Linked DNA regions of Hordeum vulgare: region 1 is linked to region 2. The links are chromatin contacts, called in public Hi-C maps. All regions are on one chromosome and are shown on one strand. The core of a region is the stretch at or near the end of the contact, and the rest is flanking DNA. Distances in the headings are between cores, read along the strand shown.

What was found. Hi-C and Micro-C count contacts between places; a contact is called where the count stands out from the background.
Region 1: a contact with region 2 is called in a Hi-C map of leaf, with 4 times the contacts expected there. The contact joins the promoter of LOC123429918 here to the promoter of LOC123425842 in region 2. A contact is called at or near these places in 1 of 6 Hi-C or Micro-C datasets (leaf) and 1 of 1 datasets of contacts at active chromatin or transcription factors (embryo).

Annotation. Positions count from the first base shown.
Region 1 is chr2H:202,238,641-202,245,556 of MorexV3_pseudomolecules_assembly, reverse strand. LOC123429918 (probable xyloglucan endotransglucosylase/hydrolase protein 8) reads left to right here and starts at 2,666. Exons shown (of 4, transcript XM_045113887.1): 1 at 2,666-3,080; 2 at 3,172-3,272; 3 at 3,420-3,622; 4 at 4,276-4,986. The coding sequence starts at 2,681. The coding sequence ends at 4,687.
Region 2 is chr2H:202,109,082-202,115,872 of MorexV3_pseudomolecules_assembly, reverse strand. LOC123425842 (protein translation factor SUI1 homolog) reads right to left here and starts at 4,803. Exons shown (of 5, transcript XM_045109586.1): 1 at 4,552-4,803; 2 at 3,505-3,580; 3 at 3,204-3,415; 4 at 3,037-3,090; 5 at 2,599-2,949. The coding sequence starts at 3,541. The coding sequence ends at 2,905.

The DNA of each region.
Region 1 (6,916 bases), core at 1,417-3,916, 130 kb before region 2:
CGCCATCTCAGAACTGGGTAGCTAGCAAGGCTGTGAGTATCCTTAGGGATTCACCCAATATGTGTACTAAAGAATTACAGAAAAAGTTGCATGAACAACACTCCGTCACAATTTCATATGACACGGTTTGGAGGGGGAGAGAAAAGGCTCTCGCTGAGGTTTATGGTAAATGGGAAGAGAGTTTTGAGATGTTATACAGATGGAAGGCTGGGGTACTCAAGAGATCACCTGGAAGTGTAGTGGAGATTGAAGTACTTGAAATAGATGGTAATGTGTACTTTCATCGGTTTTTTGTGCACTTAAACCATGCATTGATGGTTTTTTGGAAGGATGTAGGCCACATCTGAGTATAGATTCTACTTCATTGAATGGAAGGTGGAATGGCCATTTAGCCTCGGCTACAGCAGTTGATGGCCACAATTGGATGTATCCACTTGCTTTCGGGTTCATAGCATCTGAGACGAAAGACAATTGAAGTTGGTTTATGAATCAACTTAAGAACGCAATAGGAGATCCTCCACTTCTTGCAGTATGCACAGATGCTTGCAAAGGATTGAAGAATGCGGTGAAGAATGCGTTTCCCGATGCTGAACAAAGGGAATCCTTTTACCATCTTATGAAGAATTTTGTGAAGAGGTTCCATGGGTTTGGAAGGATGTATCCTGCAGCAAGGGCCTACAAGAAAGATGTATTCACACAACATATGACAAAAATTATTAAAGAATCAGGAAGGCGAGGGCAAGCCGCGCCACGTGCAGCCATGGACGCAGACCGGTGGCGAGGTACAGTAGATCGTGGAGGCGAGGGGAAGACGAGAGCGAGTTGCGCCACAGCGCGGGGGGATGCGCGGCGGCGAGCCTTTGTTGTTCGCGGAGGCGTGCGTGAGCAGTGAGCTGGTGCGCAGCGGCGAGCAAGCTTCAGCGACCAGCAAGCTTTAGAGTAAGCCACAACTTATTTTCTATCCACACACGCATAAGGATAAGGTTGAAAGGGCAGGGGTAGTTTAGTCCTTCCAAATGCTAGAAAATGGAAAAAAATAATAAAAACAATGGAAAAAAGGGAAATGGCATGGTAATCAAAGTGTGCATAAGCTGGGTGGCATTTTTACAAAATCAATCTTAACAATGGCAATTTAGCGAAGCCCCGTATCGAAAGTGGCAAATAATTAAATCTCTCTGCTAAGACATATGATCAATACGAATGTCGTCAAACCACAGCCTGCTCCCGATGATACACACACGCGTGCAAAAATTCTCCCCTCCAGTGCAAAAATCCCGCTGATACAGGCCTGGGTGAAGGGACGGCTGAAAAATTTCTCCTTCCTAATGCAAAAATTCTGCCGGGCAATCCGAGAAGGCCAAAAAAACATCTCCTGAGATGAAAGAACGGGTGGAGACCGAGCCTAGCACTAAAAGCCGGCGCAGTCCTAGCTAGCCTCTTTTCATTTTCTTGAGAAAAAAAGATAGCGTAGGTCCTGTACGATGATGGTTCAGTGAAACATTCAACACTAGTATTTGTGCAACGTACTACACCGGCTTGTCCCGTGCCTGAAACCCCGGGTTACAGTTGCGCTGCCGGCCCCCTCTTTCCGCTCGATTTGGCCCCGTCTCACCACATCCCCGGGATCCCGGTTCTTTTTCTTTTTTATCCCCTGACGCCGCCCGTAAAACCTTGATAAGATTCCCATCACCACAAACTGACGAGATGCACTCCAAAGTTGTAGACCTCACTGTTACATGAACATGAGACACACATGCTTGTGTCAGGCCTGAAAGATTGGTCGATGAACCTCATCCACAGCGTGTTAAGACTTCCTGTCGATCGTTTGATCACCGCACCGTTGGCAAAGTCTTCCTCCGTTTTACCACCGCAAATCTTCCACCGTTCCATGACTCGGCACGACGGAGGCAGAGCCGCAGAGCGCAGCTCAAGACCTCGCGTAGCCGCAATTAATCCGGTGGCCAGATGAAGATGATACGTTCATGTGACGGCCACGAGTGCAGCTGGATCCTGCTAGATCTGAAGCTCGTCTCGTCTGTGGCAACCAGTGCCCTGCAGTGGTAGTATTATACTACTACCACTGCCCTGCGGCAGCAGTAGTAATGTAGTCCTCGTATCCTGTTTGAAACGCAGAAAGCCAGTGATGACAGATAAACAAGTAAAGTAAAAAATAAATAAATAATCATCAGAGGCGGCCGCAACGCAACGGTGCGATTTCAACCAAGGTACTTTTGGTTCCTGGCTTAGAATTAGAATTCGTTAGATTGGACCGATTAAAAAACATACAAACGATAAGATTAGAGTTGGTTAGATGCATTTAATCCTAAAAAAATAACCGATCCAAATAGTAATTATTTGAGTTGGAATTAGGTGGGGCTTAAAAAAAGTTATTTTTTCTTCAACCTTCGTCACACCAAATCCTGGTTAAAGGAATCAAATGATTGAAAAAAAATGCATTTATTGACCACACCAAATCCTGATTAAAGAAGTTAAATGATTGAAAAAAGTGTATTTATTGATAATCTAACCATATCATCCAAACACTTTTTTTACTTCAGGGCTAAAATCTAATTTTAATTTTTAACCGAATTAGAGTATCCAAACAGTACCAAGGACGGGCAAAAAAGCAAACAACAAATGCAGCTTGTGCCGGACTTGCTTTAGAACGGCAGCTTAAACTATGAAAGCACCCTCTGGTCTCGGTCTAGCCTATAAGAAAGCTGTGTCCTGTGCCTTGTGCTTTGCCCCGGACCAAAGCATTAGCACGCTCCTCCACAGTCCTCCCCTCTGCCTGCCCCTGTGTGGCTTTGCCGTTTCCCGTCCCACATTCGTCGTCGGCGGTACAGTATTCGTTTCCTCTTGGGGGTGGGGAGCGATGGGACCTTGGAGGCGTCCGTGCGTCGGCGCTCTCCTGGCGTGCGCCGCCATTGCGGCTTCTTGCTGCTGCTTCCAGCTCCAGGGCGCTGATGCGGCGGCGAGCCCGTCGTTCGGGGACAACTTCGAGATCACCGGCGCCAAGGACCACGTCAAGACCTCCCCCGACGGCCAGACGTGGTACCTCTCCCTCGACAACAAGACGGGTATATTGATTGGCGCACGCACGCATGCATATAGGAGAGGTAAAAGGATCGTCGTCTCTTGTCTGAGCTTCTCTTTGCTTGCTTCTTCCAGGCGTCGGGTTCCAGACGAAGCAGAAGTACCTGTTCGGGTGGTTCAGCATGAAGCTCAAGCTCGTCGGAAACGACTCCGCCGGCGTCGTCACCGCCTACTACGTACGTACTACTGTACTTACTATCCGGTATCCTTTTCCCAGCCCGGCAGGCGGCAGCAGCGCCCGGCCGATTAAACCAACTCGATGGAAGGGAAGGGAGGAAACCAAACTAGTAACATGTTAATGGAGTGCGTTTGATCATCATCAGATGTGCTCGGACCTTGACGCTGCGCCGGAGCGCGACGAGCTGGACTTCGAGTTCCTGGGCAACCGCACCGGCGAGCCGTACATCATCCAGACGAACGTGTACCGCAGCGGCGTGGGCGGGCGGGAGATGCGGCACTCGCTGTGGTTCGACCCCACCGCCGACTTCCACAGCTACTCCATCCTCTGGAACCCCAAGCAGATCGTGTAAGCAACCCATGGATTCCTTTGCTGCAACTTGCAATCAATTAAGCTTCCGATTGATCTAGCGTTAACGGAGAGTGTAATCTGGGATGGGAGGGTGGGGTTGCCGGCCGGATTTAGTAGCTGCGGGGGCAGTTGAATTGAATGGATCCACCCACTCACCCCTGCATTTGGGTCACTCCGAGTCCGATAGATAGATAGATACCCACTGGACCCGACCCTTGGACTTGGTACGTGCTAGTAGCAAAACTAGGCCGTGTCGCCGTGCTCTTGATACGTGCAGCACCCTGTTTGGGACCAAACAATGCGTGTCGCCGTGCACTGTGTGTACATTGTAGACTGTACCACATGCCGCCCAATCTTCTTCTTTTCTTTCCTCTCTTCTCGCGCGGCCTCGGATGCACAGCATGTACTACGTATACTGCTGAAAGAGAAACTTTCCGCTCTCCAAACTGCGGCAACAGTGGCGTGGGCGCACATGCTTTCGTCCCGTCCGTGCTCGCTTGCTGTAGTATATTATATAGTGTACTGGGATCGAGATCCGACTTGCATTTGCAGCTGGCCAGCTGCCAAGTTGCCATTGCCTTCACTGCGAGAGACATCGTCGCATCGAAAAATTGATGTCGATATTTTATGTACTCTACTGCTGTTTGCAGGTTTTTCGTGGACAAGGTGGCGATCAGGGAGTACCGGAACTCTGCCAAGCCCAACAAGTTCTTCCCGATCATGAAGCCCATGTACGTCTTCTCCAGCATCTGGAACGCCGACGACTGGGCGACGCGCGGGGGCCTGGAGAAGACGGACTGGACCAAGGGGCCCTTCGTCTCCTCCTACAGCGACTTCACCGCCGACGCCTGCGCCTGGCCGTCCGGCCCGGCCCCGCCGGCCTGCGCGGCCGCCACCGGGGACAGCTGGTGGGACCAGCCGCCGGCGTGGGCGCTCGACGACGGCCAGCGCCGGGACTCGGGCTGGGTGGCCAGGAACCTCGTCATATACGACTACTGCGGCGACCGCAAGAGGTTCCCGACCGTGCCGGAGGAGTGCGCGCTCAGGACCACGACTAGCTAGCTAGCTCCCTGGAGTACTTCTTTCTCTCTCGCTTCACCCTCACGTGCATGATTCTTTTTTTGGGGGGTGGCGTCTCGTACGTGGTGTAGCTATCGATTGGTGGATGGATTTTATTCTTTTCTTTTGCGATGATGATGAGGTGCACATGCGGACGTGCATGTATGGTGATGCGGCAATTGATTGCCCGGGGTGGCTCAGCTCTCATGTGATGTGAGGAAGATGATGAATTTTTTGTTCCGATGCCATCCATGCGATGGCCCAAAACTTCATGGGAATGGTCCCATGATAATCAGCTTGGACTTCTCAACTGTATTATGTATGTATGTATACTCTCCTCTCGGTTAGTTAGTGGATGAATTTTCGCGGTGGCAGCGGAGGGAAAACATGGAAACGTGTCAGAGCCGGGCAGGCATGGGCGAAACGCACACGTCGAGATGAGATCTCATCTCCTTCGACATGCTTGTCAGGAAAACAAAAATAGTGGTTCCTGCCTGCCTGCCGCAGATCTGGTCCTCGCTGTAAAATGACGACGTGACCAGATGTTCCTTTCGTGCCTCTGCTGGTGCTGGGGAGCAAAGAAGAAGAAAAAAAAGGGTACTGGACGAGCATCTGCATGTGTGAGACTGAGACGGATAAAGCAGTAAATAAACAGGAAGAATCCAAAAAGCACGGGGCGGCAAATTTTCAATTTTAACCTTTTTGCAAAAGTTAAGTAAGACCTGTCACTACTTTGGAACCATTTTCCTATTACTGGGGTCGATGGGTAGCATAGAACGACGCCGAATCCTTTTACGATAGGTTTTACGGCACAAGCTCATGGTCATTGGATGCTAGGTCCACACGCATTGGGGGCACCTGCCGTGCTTCAGCCACTTCTGTGGACGGGCCAAAACAGTCCTGGTTAGGAAATACCATTGAAATTTTGCTTTAAGGACCCAAATTTAGTACTAATCTTTACTGAATTCATGTTAGGTTGGGCGGGTCATGGCCTAGTTTGGCTCAGCTGTAGCTTCACCCCTGACTGGGCGGTAGGTTGTTATAATGGTACCTGCCACAGGCCTTGTCGTTAGGGTTTAACACCATCATCCCCCCTCCCCTCAAAAAAAAGAAAGAAAAATTCCAAGAGGTTATGTATTTGAAGCACACACATAATTTGTGGTAGGCTAGGCAGCCCCACCACTAGAGCCCACGGCGGTAGGTAGTAGAACCCTACCGCCAGGCACTCTAGCGGTAGGAAATAAACACCTTAATGAGGGGAAATTTATTCTGTAACACAAACTAGAAGTTCTTTTTTAGGTAGGGTATGTAAGGCCAATTCCAATGCACGATCCCAAACGAACATCCGTTTGATCCGGATTTCATCCGTTTGGGGCGGCGAAATGGACCCCGTATCCGGTTTTGCCCGCCCGCCATAAGTGCATCCAATGTGATTTACTTTGGTGCAGATCTAGGTCTACTCCCTCAATCCCTAACAAATTAACAAGTTTGGTTGCCTAGAGAAGGAGATAAGAAAAGACCTAGGCCGTTGATGAAGAAGAGAGGTAGGCAAAAGGTATGTGGGAGGAGGAAGAACCTCCTCCTTAAATAGCCCCTCTCATTTTGAACCGTTGGGCCATGGAAAAGTAATATCGCTGCCCCATATTGCAACCAAACCACGAGTGCGGTACTATCGATAGGGTGGCTGGTGGTACCGGCACAAAACGAAGTAGTCGGTACGTCTGGTGGGATACCACCCTTGTACCCCCATGGTCCCCTAAGATAAAGTGCCCATGCACAATAGTTGCTCCAGTACTTGGAGCGGTACTACCGCCCAAGTGGGGGGTACTGTCGGCTAGGTGCCCAACGGTAGTACTTCTCTACAAGGAAGCGGTACTACTGTTTGGCCCAATGATACAACCAGGTGTTCATTTCCAGCACATGGTAAAAATGAGTTCCTCTCCTCGAAATCAAATGAGAAGGCTATGTGAATGCAATATGAGTTTCGTGTGCGTGTTTTGATTCACCTGTACCTTTCGAAGTAGCCCTCTCTTAATAGTATGGATTTCCTATGGCTAAAGAAATAAAAATGTTAGAAATGTCGTTTTCAATCTTTTCCTTTCAAATGGGCGCCTACGGTCTTGTGCCATTTGAATATGCATGTGTAGCTGAGACACATAGTTAGTCTGCTAATTGCGTTGTCATCAACACAAAGACACTTAGAGAGGAAAATGCCCTTCAAGTTGGCTTTGG
Region 2 (6,791 bases), core at 3,554-6,053:
TGTACATTGCCACCACAATGGACGACAAGCTTCAAGCATGATGTCTTTGTGATGCTCTACTTGAACTTCAACACCGCAATCTTGATGACGATCACCACTTGATGTCATCCTTCATGGGTTGAATGAAATCTTTCTCTTGACGCAAGCCCATGAAAACACACCTAACTCCACATAGAACTCTCACGAAGACCATGGGATAGTACACAAAAGCGTAATGGACAATGCCTACCATACCATGGGATCACTTCATCCCTCTCGGTACATCTTGTACATTTTATGTGTTCGTCAACTTGATTTACTCTTTGTCTTAGTCTTGATCAACCTTGTGTCTTCATGATCATTCTTTTGATAATACCTTGAATACCACCTTGGCCATCATATAAATTCCTTGAAACCAACAAATGGACTTCAAGAAGTGCCTATGGACAAATCATTCGAGTATAACTGAAGGCAACCATTAGTCCATATGGATTATCATTAATTACCAAAACCACACATGGAGAAATATGCTCTAACAATTGGGTTAATGGGTTAGTGCTCAAAAATAGTATAAATTGATGCATTATGACCCAAAAAGTATCTTAGGATGATAATATAAGAGCATGGAATAATAAAAAATTATAGATACGTTGGAGACGTATCACCCCACACCTCACTGATCCCGATCGGGAACGGGAAGGTTCGAACTCCCCGCCAACACTAGCCACGACGCCCTCCACGCCGCCGGTCACGCACAAGACACCGCCGCTCGCTCCCTTCACCCCGCACCGCTAGCCGGGATCCCAGTCTAGATCCGATCGACCTGCATCCACCGGGCGCCAAGCACCACAGCACGAAGCCGTGCACACCCCACAGAACATCACGCCATGGCCAAGCTAGATCAACCCGCATCGACCTCACCATGTGAGGAGGAGAAGGCTCCCCCCACCGCCCACGCCAGGCAGGTTTCGCCTGCCGACGCGCCTGGGCAACGCCGAGGGAAGAGTAAGAGGAAAGGGGTCGGGGGCCGGCAGCGGCGTGTAGCCTCCTCTCTCGCCCGCGGGGGCGCCAGAGGGTTAGGGTTATATTATGCTCCATGTAAAATTTATCAGCTTGGAGTTGGAATTTGATGTGAAATTCACTAGTCAAAAAAATTAACAAATGCATGGTTATGCTTTGTATACTAAATAAGGGCCAGTTCTTTTGCTGGCTTCTAAAATAAGCTGGAATAAGCTACCCCTACCCAGCTTATTCTAGAAGCTCTATCAAATTTATTTATTCAGAAGTCTACTAATTAAGAATTGACTAATAGGCTTTTAAAAAAAATTGATTGGACTTTTAGAATAAACTGGGTAGGGGGCATCTTATTCTAGAAGCTCAAAAAAGCTAACAAAAGAACTGGCCCTAAGACTCTGAACCTTTCACGTGAGGACATTCGCACGGAAGTTATATTTACCAACCACAAAAAATTGCCACAAAATCCAATCCTTGTTTTCCCACACAATTCCGACGTGTTTTTTTAAAACACATAATTCGGACGTGTTTATATTTAGCCAAGGCTGAAATACCTATGCGATTCCTAAACATGTCCTGCATCTGACAGCAGAGCGGTAAGCTGCGAATGAATTGGCAGATCAGCATCACAAGACAAGCCTAATCACTACTCTTAGGAAGAAACTTGCCCAATCAGCACTCCTAGGAAGAAACTTGGGGAGGCAAGTCATAGGCTATTTCTGCTAAATTTTTGTGTTTTGAACTTTTGGACAAAGAAAACCCAGATTTAACCTTTATTTGAAAAAAAATCAAATATAACCTCTTTACGTGATGTCTGGGTTGCACGGAAGACCATGACGTCTGGGGTGTGTGGTCAGAAAGGCTAAACGTCATGGTCTCTGTCGTCTTCCATGCAACCCAGACGCCAGGAACATTGGCGTCACGTAAAGACGTTAGATTTGATTTTTTTTCAAACAGAGGTTAAATCTAGATTTTCTTTCGAGTTTAGGTCAAAACATAAAATTTTCCCGCTATTTCTTGACTGAGCACAAAGTAGGGTAACAGTGCTAGAAGAGTTGGCGGTGGCGTTACTATTGATAAAGTTGTTGATGAACAGTCCTGCCAAGAAGTTTATCGATGCACTGGCGGAACTATTTTGAGAGCTGCACAGCGTGCAGGATAAAGCTAAACCGTACCCTCAAACAGTAATGAGATCCAAGCCATTCGCAGCAGCAGTCAAACAGTAATGAGATCCAAGCCATTCGCAGCAGCAGCAGGCACTTGTTTCAGCTGCGGTAGTAAATTGCCATGAATGAGCCTACAGTATTCAGTAGACCCCATGGCTGCTATCTGAAGAACCAAGTGCAGCTGGGCCCAGAATAATTGGTGCATGTCAGGCAGGCAGCTTAATTCAGTCATCAAGCAGATACAGTTCAAGACTAAGATGCATCGACACCGGCTTGAATGTCGAACGAGAGAGAACAATCACTCTGACTGTCATCGTTTTAGAACAGTAGTAGAGCAATGCACATGCCAAAAGCACATCATCACCACTGAAAACCCTATCAAAATAACATGTCAAAAACCAAACGGAAAGTGCAACTGAAATGGAGGACACGAAGGATATCACGCTTCAGAAAGCATATATTATTATTCAACCTTGATGGGAGAGGGTAACAAGCCATCTAACGATGGTGCTCCTTACAAAGCTTCAACACAACGGTAGTAAGCATATACGGTGCTCCTTACAAAGCTTCAACACAACGGTAGTAAGCATATACGCACGCAGAGAGGTGGCTATGCTAGACTTTGTGTATACTCAGAAGGCGCAAGCGTGGCGCCTGCTAGCGCTAGCACACAACTAAATATACTGCACCACCAATATATATTAGCTGCTTTGCATGCAGACTCTGATAAGGAGCTGGCAGTTGCTCAGAAACCATGAATCTTGATGTGTTCCTTCTTCACAATGCCCGCCTGCGTCGACACATTATATTAGACATCTTCATCCATGTTTGTCAACTGCAGCTGTACCGAGCGTAAGACAAGGAGAAAAGTGTTTACCTGGACAAGGAAGTTTGAGACGTTCTTCCTCTGATCACCCTGGAGTTGAATGACCTAAAGCGGAAAACAACAGCAATGATCAAGATAACTGGCTTGCACAAGAAAATTGTGAAAAAAATGGACATGGTAAGGGATAACGAGTTAGTTTGCTCGTTGTTTCAACACACCTGTCCAAGTTCTGTGTCCTGGACAACTGTACCATTGCAGCAAAACTCTTTCTTGAGGTCTTTGAGGATCTTGCTGTAGCTGAACTCCTTCTTCAGACCCTGGACAGTGGTCAGGCTCTTGCGACCATTACGCTGCTGGATGCGTACATGCACGTAGTCCTTTGATCCGGCAGCTGCACCAGCGTCCCCAGCATTCGCCTCGGCAAAGGGGTCTGTATGTAGCAGCAAAACAATTAAGCAAGACACTCCAAACAATGCAAGCAATTTCAAGTATACTTGGGATGGAAAACGACAGGCATACCAAAGGCAGTTGGGATCTGAACGTCGAGATCAGACATGAAAACTCCTGGTGAGAGTGGCAAAAGCTACACCAAGAACTGTACACAGTAAGAAAATGAATCATTAGGGCATGCGGTACAGAGAGGTGAATGACAGCCTCATAATTTCTCATTTGTACAAGCAAGCAGTCCATGGCTTTGACCACTGACAAAATAATTTGCATCAGAGGTACTTATTTTGCACAGTTAAATTAAATTAAAGAAAGATAAAATCATCGAATCAGTGAGGTATTTCTATACAGAAACCAAGGAACAACAGTCAAAGCCAAACTGATGCCTTACACCACAAGCAATCAGCACTGTTCTTATTGGACCTAAATGATTACTGAACAATTTTCCAAAACTAGTCGAGCAACCTGCACGATTCGTGCGGCGAGCTTTGATGTCTTCTACCATTATTTACAGTTTTCTTATATATGTGAATTTTATCATCCTTTATGATCGTTGTTTCCTTCAGATTTTCTTAGGTAGTACATACTGCGAGTTTTTCCTAAAAAAAGGTTTCTTCCAAGTTCAAAATCACAAATAGCATGTCTTAATATGTACAGGCATGTGCAGTGCTGGTCTTAACATAATTTAGTTGTCCTGACAAATTTATACCCTTTGCTCAAAAAGATGTTTCTACGAAATGAAAATACCTGTATTGAGCTAATCATGCTATGTTTGTGCAGAAAAATAGCATCAGGATTGGAATCTCTAATCTTCTTTAGAAAAACATCATAGATATCACAATCAATACGCGATTGTACAGTATATATAAGAACACACGACCTTATGAATAGGTGTCGAAAGAGAACAAGATCCAAGAATACCTACCCGGCTCGACCCTAAATGAATCCCTAAACGGCCTAAGAAAGAAGCACGGAAGAGCATAACAGGATCGCAAGTCAAGATCAATCTATAACCATACAGATCCTCACCACAGAAGGGGATCCTGATTATACAGAACTAACCGCAGATCAACAACAGGCCATAGAGATGAAGCAAGAACCACGGTGCAGGGGGCATACCCTCGGAGGCGGTAGAGGAGGAAGAGATCAGCCAAGAACTTCTCCCGGGAAGATTTGGATCGCGGAGAGGCGCCTGGTAGTGAGTCCTTGGTGTTCTTCCTCCTCTTTGGGTTTGATGCCTCCTATATAAAGACGAGGGAAGGAGAGGAATTTATAGACGGGCGGAGGAGGACGCCTCTGGGTTCCTTGCCTTGCCCCCCTTTTCCTCTCCTCTCTCTCCCCTCTTTAGGCCGCAAAGCCTGCCCTTCTCCACCGTCAGTTGGCTGAATATTATTATTCGGGTTAGTTACTTTGTGGCAGCCACTTTGTCGGTGTTCGTGTGCCGAAGTCGGGAATGGAGCACGAGGGAAACGGGTTCTTCTAAAACAGGGTACACCGTCGTTGTTGCTTGCTTTCAAGGGCTTGTTTGTTTTGTAGGGTCTAATCAGAACTTGGACCCTGCGAGAAGAAAACAGATTGATTGATTGTGAGCATATATTATTAAATTTACATCACATGAACTTTAAAGCAGTTTTGGGTCTGTCTCATGAGGCATTGTTCGAATCGGCAGTTTTTCGCAAGCGAGGCCCTATCGAGCCACATGGACGGTGAGGGTTACACGCGAGGAGCCACCCGAGAAGCTACGTTGCTTCCCGAAGCGATGGCAGTTATTACGCTCATCGATCTCTCTCCCCACTCTACTCTTCCCTCTCTCCACTCACCTACGGCGAAGGCAGTGTGCAGCAGATCGGAGAACAGCAAGTCGACCTCCGGTCACCTTCACCGGCATCCGTGATGCAACACTTCGGCAATGGCGGTAAGCAATTTTTCCCCTCCGCACCTACTACTTTGCATTCGATTCGGGTTTAGTTTCGATCCGCGTTAGGGAACGGGGAATCGGGGTATCATAGCATCGTCATGGCTAGCGGTAAATATGAAGTTCCCGATCCGTATTGAGTACAATAGGGATGCGATTAGGGTTCATCTTACACGGTACGCACAGATCTTATCCTCGGGGACCCCAGAGGCGATTGGAGCGGCGGGTGGCCTTGGCCTTGGTCTTGGTCTTCTTCGTCTCTTCTTCCTCATCGGAGTCCAGCTCGATGGGCATGCTTCGGTGCCCTCGTTCCGCACCCTCACAATCATGGCCACAGCATCTTCTTCCACCTTCATACCATCGGTTCATGATCCTCCTCCAATGGCACCACCATAGTGTTTGTGGTGAAGTACACTGTCGCACGATGATCATGAGGACGCCGGTACTATCTTTACTTGGCCCACTTTGCCCTCTGTCCAACGTCGCCGGAGTCGGCCTAATTCATGGCCCAAAGAAGTTTGTCGACTCACATAGCGCCCTTCCCTGGGTCAGGAATCAATGTCTTCAACTCCTCCGACGTGTCCTTCTTCATCACAACGTCTGACTCTTTGTGCAGCTCTTCCATGCTACTGAAGTTTGAGCACACTTCCATGTTGTTCTCAAACTTGGTACGGTTACCGAGTGAGCACCCTAGAAAGAATGCCCTCCATCCAATGCCCCAGGGGAAAAGGGTTGAAGATGGGGTTGGGGTTCGACTTGCTACCGGAGTTCATGTCGATGGGTTGGAGGAAGAGTGAGAGATAGATAGGTGGAGTGGTGACCGTTGTCGGTGTCAAAGCTGTCTGATCTCGAGTAGGGGGTCTGAACTACGGACCTTGGGTCGATGGGTAATATGAGACGAAGGAGATGATGTTTTACCCAGGTTCGGACCCTCGTGATGGAGGTAATACCCTATGCCCTGCTCTTGTTGTATTGATGAAGTAGTACAAAGTACATAGTTGATCTACCTCGAGATCAGATGTTGTTGTCTAAACCCTAATCATGATGAGCTTAATGTGTCCTACGAACTATGACCCTTGGTTTATATAGATACCAGGGGTGCTAGGGTTATACAAAGTCGGTTACAATAGGGAAGGAATATGCCGATTACTATGTTGCCTTGGATCGTACGCCAAGTCTTCGAAAGAGTCCATCTTGATTCTCATACTTCTAATGATGACCGAACAGGCCCGGGAGTCCGACCCATAGATAGGCGGCACGAGGACCCCTTAGTCCCGGACTCCCTTAGTAGCCCCCGAACTAGCCTCCAATGTCGTAGTCTAGGCCCACCATCTTCACGTTTCTGCGATCTTCGGCTTGCGGGGCAAGTTTCACCTTATATTTGGCTGATCCTATTCCACATTGTTTTTTATCTTCGACACATGAAACACCGCTGAACCCACAA